Regions from separate parts of the Neogale vison genome. Here region 2 is linked to region 1. The links are chromatin contacts, called in public Hi-C maps. All regions are on one chromosome and are shown on one strand. The core of a region is the stretch at or near the end of the contact, and the rest is flanking DNA. Distances in the headings are between cores, read along the strand shown. Region 1 holds the start of ALKBH2 (DNA oxidative demethylase ALKBH2). Region 2 holds the start of DAO (D-amino-acid oxidase).

Evidence for each region. A called contact is a pair of places that touch in the nucleus more often than the background predicts.
Region 2: a contact with region 1 is called in a Hi-C map of muscle, with 5 times the contacts expected there. The contact joins the promoter of DAO here to the promoter of ALKBH2 in region 1. A contact is called at or near these places in 2 of 3 Hi-C or Micro-C datasets (fibroblasts and muscle).

What each region holds. Positions count from the first base shown.
Region 1 is chr3:224,250,447-224,254,248 of ASM_NN_V1, reverse strand. ALKBH2 (DNA oxidative demethylase ALKBH2) reads right to left here and starts at 1,917. Exons shown (of 4, transcript XM_044244097.1): 1 at 1,810-1,917; 2 at 1,036-1,468. The coding sequence starts at 1,312.
Region 2 is chr3:224,393,565-224,397,366 of ASM_NN_V1, reverse strand. It overlaps DAO (D-amino-acid oxidase), which reads left to right and starts at 1,851. Exons shown (of 11, transcript XM_044244100.1): 1 at 1,851-2,082.

The DNA.
Region 1 (3,802 bases), core at 668-3,167:
ACTCCAGGAGAGACTTACTAGTAAGAGTCTGAAATGCAAGCAAGCTGAGGTCAGGCTACACGCTAGGGTGATTCTGCCAACCGTGGGGACTAAGGGTGTGGGGTCCCCAAGAGATGAAGCTAACACAGTGAAGGCTGCAGACTGGGAGGGGTCTTCTGTGGGCTTTTTCTTTTTAAAAGATTTTATTTGACAGAGCGATCACAAGTAGGCAGAGAGGCAGGCAGAGAGAGAGAGAGGGAAGCAGGCTCCCTTCTCTGCAGAGAGCCCCATGCAGGGCTGGATTCCAGGACCCTGAGACCATGACCTGAGCCGAAGGCAGAGGCTTAACCCACTGAGCCACCCAAGTGCCCCTCGCATGGCCTTTTTCTCTGCCTCTACGTGCTCTGCCACCTTTCAGGAGTTCTCCATGTGTGTTCCTGGACCAAGAGAACCAACAGCATCAGCAGCACCTGGGAACAACTACTAGACTGGTGGGGAGGGGTCAGGTGATCCCAGTTCTCAGAAGCAACAAGGTCTCCCCTTCCCCACCCCTGGCCTCGAGCGGAGGTGGGAGTGTTGGTGGTGATGCCAAGAACCCCCCTGTGGGGGAATTACCTGGCTTTATGCTGTCTCTCCTACTAGACCAGCTGCACTTTACAGTCACCTGGAGGCTTTCTAAAAACACTGATGCCCAGGCTGTACACCCCTCCCCCCACCACCCAGCTACTCTGATTCAGCTGGTCTCGCATAGAACCCAGCATCTTTTTTGTTGTTGTTGTTGTTTTTTAACTTTCCCAGCTGATTCTAATGACAGCCAGGTGGCAAATCACTCTCAAGTCTGTCAGCTCCTAGTAGGCAAGCAATCTTTTCTCCAGTTTGTATGCCAAGTGCCCAACGTGGTGCCTGGAGCAGAGATGCCCAGAGAGTATGTGTTGAATCAGTTAATGAAGTCACCAGCAATTAATGGCTCCTGAGTTCAGATTTCTCCAAACACAAAACACTAGTTTTTTTCAAAACAAGTCTTCAACACGCACACCCTGCAAGTCCTCGGCTTACCTGTAAAATATTCCACTTCTTGCTCCAGCTCCTGGAAAATCTTGTCTGCTTCGGTTTTGCCAAACAGGACTGTGTAATCACAACTCAGGCCCTCAGCTCGGATGTGCCGCCAGCTGGGGCCCGCTGAGTGGCCTGCATTCCCTGGGGTTTCTGTCCTGGACCTTTTCCTGCTGCTCTCCTTGTCTTCTCTCAGCCCTGCTGGGCCTTCTCTGCTCTCCTCTGGCTCCCTCTTTCCCAAAAGGCCCCCTAATCCCCCCTTCACCAGGAATCTGTCCATTCTGTCTCCACAAAGCAAAGATCTGGGAGCCAGCGGCAGGGCAGAGAGAGATGGGACAGACTCTGGCCCAGATGTTTGGAAAGTTTGGCTTGTTGGCCAAATGGTCCTACAGAATTCTCCTCGGTGTTTTCAAGTTCCCACTTTTAACACCATGTCCTAGAAAGGAAGCAGAGTATGTTGAAGTCTGAAGGGGCCCTCAGGATGTCCTGGGTCCCCTCACACCTAGCTATGCATCACAATCAGCCCGCAGGCTTGCAAAACCCCAAATGCGAGCATTCCATCCCAAAGCACCTGATCTTTTCAAGAAAGCCCAGCCTGGCACGCCTGGAGAAGGGAAGGGGGTTTGCCCAAAGTCACCCAGAGGAGATTCTCGGTCTCCTTTTCGCTCGCTACCGACCGGCCTCCCACGCCAGTATCCTCTTAGGTAAGTATAGTGATCTTCAAATGGCCAGGACTCAGAATCTGAACGCAAAACAGTTACACGTGGTCATACGCACATCAAACTCCGATAGAAAATAAGAACTGTGACGACGTTCTGGGCGGGGTGGGGGGCCCTGACACCCAAGACAGGAGCAGCGCCGCCCCCAGACCCTACAAACACCGGAGGCGGGGCCGGCGGGAAAAAGATAACACCGGGGCCGTAAAGTCACTTCCGGGTAGATTTCCGAGGCCCGCTGGGAAATGTAGGCACTTAGGCGGAAGCAGTGTGATGAGCTGCTCCCTTAGCGCCACCTGTTGGCCTCCTGGACGCGCTGCAGGACCTGAGGGTTTTCTGCCCAGCTGCTCGGTGCCTGCCCTGGGAGGATCCTCTGTGGTTTGGGGGCTGTTGTTCCCGGTCGCCTCCCCCTGGGGATTCGGTGGGCGTCCAGACTGGGAGGTGGGCCGCCTGGTGGGAGCATGACCCCATGGCTTCCGCATTCGTCTCCACCACTCTGGCTGTGGTTCCTGCAGGTCCCTTGTAGCTTCACCTGCACAGTGAGGGCTATGAAACCTCCACCGCGAGAGCCCTGTGAGGATTAGATGGCAGGACCCATGAGGAATGCCTCTGCGTTCCAAATAAATGTCAGGTTCTGTCATCGCTCCTCATTTTTTTTTTTTTTAAAGATTTTATTTATTTGACAGAGAGAGATCACAAGTAGGCAGAGAGGCAGGCAGAGAGAGAGGAGGAAGCAGGCTCCCTGCTGAGCAGAGAGCCCAATGCGGGACTCCATCCCAGGACCCTGAGATCATGACCTGAGCCGAAGGCAGCGGCTTAACCCACTGAGCCACCCAGGCGCCCCATCGCTCCTCATTTTTGATGATTCTCTGTCTCCCCCAGTGCAATGAAAGTTCCGTGGGATTCGGGACCTGTGTTTTGAATCTTCTTAGTGCACAGTTCCAGATTTTGGTCAAAGTACAGAGTTGTGTGACCACCACCACAATCAAGATCCACAACGGTTCTGTCACCCCACAAAATTCTCCCAAGCCTCTTGGTTAGAAACTCGCCCTTGTCCGATGCCACAGCCCCCCACCACCCCACCCCTGGCAACCAGCAGTTTCCAGTCCTTATACTCTGTCTTTTCCAGAATTAAAAAAAAAAAAAAAGATTTTATTTATTTGAGAGAGAGCACAAGCAGGGGGAACAGCAGGCAGAGGGAGAGGGAGAAGCAGGCTCCCTGCTGATAGGAAGCCGGATGTGGGCCTGGAGGCCAGGACCCCAAGGTCATGACCTGAGCCCAAGGCAGACACAACCTACTGAGTCATCCAGGTGCCTCTTTTCTAGAATTTATGAATGAAATCATAGATAGCCTTTGGTGTCTGGCCATTCTTTCAGCTTAATGCTTTTAGGATGTACCCTTGTTTGTTTCGGTTGTTTCTTTTATGGCTCAGTAGCACTGTGTGGTATGGATACCCTAGGATTTGTTTACCTGATCACCCCACCCCAGCTGAGGGGCCTTTAAGTTGTTTCTAGCTCAGTGCAATTACAAATGAAGTCACTGTATCCATTCTGGTATAAGCTTTCCTGAATGCAGATTTTAATTGCACTTGGGTGAACACCTAGGAATGGGATTGCTGGGCACATGTTAAGTGTTGTGTTTCACTTTGTACCCAAACTGAATGTATTTCAAAGTGGCCGGAAGGGTACAGGATTTTGAGGTTTTTCTTGTTTGTTTGCTTTAAATAGGAATACATGTACGTTTCTTTCTTTTTTATTTTTTTTTTAAGATTTTATTTCTTTATTTGACAGAGAGAGATCACAAGTAGTCAGAGAAAGAGGAGGAAACAGGCTCCCTGCTGAGCAGAGAGCCCGATGCAGGACTCAATCCCAGGGCCATGAGATCATGACCTGGGCCGAAGGCAGAGGTTTAACTCACTGAGCCACCCAGGCTCCCTGATTTGAGTTATGAGCTTCTCCCCTGACACACCAGGCTCCTTGCCCTAGGCACAGGAACACACAGTGGGGTAAAGTCCCTGTGATGTCGTTTTTTGGAATATAGATGAGGTTAGTTG
Region 2 (3,802 bases), core at 602-3,101, 140 kb before region 1:
TTCTCTTGGGGATATGTGTAAGAATCGGGGTTCCTGGGTATGGGGATAATTGTGTGTCTAGCATGAGTGGACATGGGGAACAAGTTTTTTAACTGAAGGGAGGGCTGATCATAATAACCCCTAGTGTATAGGGCTATTGTGAGATTAAATGAGATAATCCAGAGCACCTGGGATGGCTCAGTCCATTAAGCATCTGCTTTTGGCTTGGGTCATGGTCCCGGGGTCCTGGGATCAAGCCCAGTATCAGGCTCCCTACTCAGCGAGGAGTCTGCCTCTCTGTCTCCCTCTTCCTTGCCCCCGACCCCCAGCTCTTGCTCTTGCTTGTGAACACTCTCTCTCAAATAAATACATAAATAAACTTAAAAAAAAATGAGATAATCCAGGCAAAGTATTTAAAACTGTCACATCATGGGGTTCCTGGCCGGCTCAGTTGGAGGAGAACAGGACTCTAGATCTCAGGGTTAGGAATTTGAGCCCTGTGTAGAGATCACTTAAAAAGAAACCCTTTAAAAAAAATAATACATAAAACTGGCATACTGAAATTTATAAGATATACAATCGTTGCTGGTATAAGAGTCGGCGGGCACGTGAAGCTCTCTGGTGAATTTCTGTTAACTTTAAATTAACTGTTAATTTAAAATATTCCCATGATGAACTAGGGGCAAAAGGAAATTAGGGACACAAGGTCATGTGATATGAAAGTGATACATGACTATTATTTTAAAAATTCAATTGAAATAGAAATATATAGAGTAAAAAATAAAGTTCACTCCATCTTTTAAAAAATTATTATTAAAAAAGGGGCACCTGGGTGGTTCCATTGGTTGGGTGTCTGCCTTCGGCTCAAGTCATGGTCCTAGGGTCCTGGGATGGAGCCCTGCATCAGACTCCCTGCTCGGTGGGGAGCCTGCTTCTCTCTCCCCTGCTCCCGCTGCTTATGCTTGCTCTTTCTCTATCTCTGTCAAATAAAGACAAAATTTAAAATTTAAAAATTAAAGTTATTATTGAAAAATACCATGCACTATGTTTTTTCTATGCATTTTCTTATTTTTTTTTTAAAGATTTTATTTATTTATTTGAGGCAGAGAGAGTGTGAGAGAGAGCATGAGCGAGGAGAAGGTCAGAGAGCGAAGCAGACTCCCCATGGAGCTGGGAGCCTGATGTGGGACTCGATCCCGGGACTCCAGGATCACGCCCTGAGCCGAAGGCAGTCGTCCAACCAACTGCGCCACCCAGGCGTCCCTGCATTTTCTTATTTTATCCTCACTTGTTTATCGATGATGCTGAAGACAGGGAAGTGGAGGTTGGATCTTCAAAGCTGACCCAAAGGATGCCTGACTTGGGGCTGGTTAGTTCGTGTCTCTGGGCCTCAGTCTCCCCAACCACACAGTAGGCACCTAGTAATCCTTTGGCTCCAATAATCACAACTCCACGTCTAGCCCTGGCAGAGGAGGGACCTGGAGTTCTGCCGCCCGTGTCTCTGGGATACGGCAGCAAAGAGCCACGCATCCTTATGGCCCAAACAGGCGTTGCCTTGAGTCTCTTCTTGGCCTCAGGCATCCAGCATCCAAAAATGGCATTAGGCTGGCCGGCTGGCCGCTTGGAGGCCCTGTCCTGTATCTGTGGCCTCCCCACAGGGCTGTCAGGCAGACCAGGCTCACAGTGGCCCAGGGAACAACCCTCCCCTCCCCCAGGGTGGCAGCAGGAAGAGGGAAGAAAGGATTGTCTCCAGCTGGCCCGAGAGACAGACCTCCTTGTCCCCATCAGCCCTCCCGCCCTTCCCCCCTCCCCCCCCACCGAGGGCTGTCCCCAGAGGCTTAGGATCAGCCAGAAAAGTCAGGCAACTTTTCAGTGACCAGAAGGAGGGGAGCGGAGGGGAGGTCTCCCAGCCTGTGAGCAGCACAGTGCCAAGCCCCGCCCCTTGCTGTGCCCTGTCCGTAACTCCAGATTTTGACCCTGAGCTCCAGTCCCAGTTTGGGGGCAGAGGGCTGAGGACAGGACGCCCCAGAATCAGGAGGCTCCCCTCAGGAGATAAGATCCTGCGTCTACAGCAGCTGTCTCTTCAGAAGTCTGGAAATCCAGGTGAGTGGGGGTGGCGGTGCCCGGGACTCAAAGTCCTCCCAGCGCCAAGGAGAAGGCTCCATGTCAGAGCCCAAGGCAGGCGACAGCTCTGTGGCTAGGCAGGTGCCTTCACCTCTCCAGATCTCCTTCTCCTCTGGAAGACAGGGATCATAATCACCTCTTATAGGGCTAGTCTGAATATCAAAAGAGGTGATGAACAGAAAGAGCTTAGCACAGAACTGGGCATGTAGCAAGTACTCAGTAAATGGTCATTATTATTTGGGGACAGGGGGCTGGTAGCCTGTTTGTCAAGCATTTATTGAATCTGTTCCTTTTAAAGGTAAATTGTGAAAATATCAGCGGCAGAAGAAGTAGCCTTATCGGACAACCTGATTTAGTTCAGTCAAATACCTCGCCTGATTTTTTTGTAACAAGTCTCTCTTTCTCTCTCTCTCTCTCTTTTTTTTTCTTTTTTTTGCTACACGCAAATAGCAATCAAAGGCACAAGCTGCCCTAAATTCTTTTTGAGGTACAAGGGAGGTTATAAGCAAACAAACACGAGACTAAAATGCAAGCAGAAAGCGTCAGGTGCCCACTTACCGCCTTACCGCCTGTTGGTTAATAGTTACCTAGCACGGTGTGGAAAGCCCAGAGCAGGGTCCAGGTCCCAGTGCTGTCCCACACTGGCTGTGTGACTTTGGCAGTGACTTCCTCTCCCCGAATCTCAGCCCCACGTCTGTAAAACCTCCCAGAGCAGTTGAGAGGAGGAAGCAAGAGGACCATCTGTACTGAGCCTACATGTGCATGGCGAGGGGCAGACGCCCAAAATTCCCCTCCCGCCCCACGCTGACAGAGACATTATAATGACACACACACATGCAGAAAAATGTGAGAACCTCGGCATCTTCCTGAACGTACCCTCTCCCCATCCCGAGCCTGCTTGGTTGAAGTAAGGGCATAAGACACGGGAAAAGCCACACTAACAGGAACGCCAGCAACAGCGAGAAATGGCTGACCTAGCAGTCGAGACGTGTGCATGCCAGTCCCCAAGTTTATGATCCACATGCATGAATGATTTTAACTGGAGGCTGGGTCTGTCCGATCCTACAGCTCGGCTTCTGCTTCGTGGAAGAACGTCACGCGTTTACATTGTGCTTTAAAGCACACGCACAATTTGCTCTAATCAGCATCAGATTAGATTCACGCAGTTGAAGATGATTGGCTTTAGGAAACACATCCCTCCTTCTCGAGTCTGTGCCTATCAGCAACACGCTAAGAATTCACATGCACGTTGTATGGTATGGGTTCTTTCAATGCAGGACCCTGAAATACTGTCTCTTTATGTTCACCTGCTTAGCTCTCGAATGTTTTATCAAATAGTGTGATTTGTCAGCTTCTCTTGGTGTTGTTTATGGACACAGGCTCTGCTGCTCATGGGTGTCTGAGCCTCACTTGCTTCATCTGGAAAATGGGCATAATGATAATCCCGAGGGCTGTCAGAGGATGAAAGCAGATAAAAGCACATAAAGTTCTTAGTGCAGTGACTGGAACATACTAACTAGCAGGCTTATTGCCGTCTCTGTATGGCCCGTTCTTTTCCCAATTCAACCTACAGAGACTTTTTCATCCCAAGACCACACAAACCCTTTTATCACAAATACAACATTGGTTGAGTCCCTCCGCTTTTCCGGACCTCAGTTTCCCCGTCTGCATGACAATGTCTAACTCATCTTTAGAACTT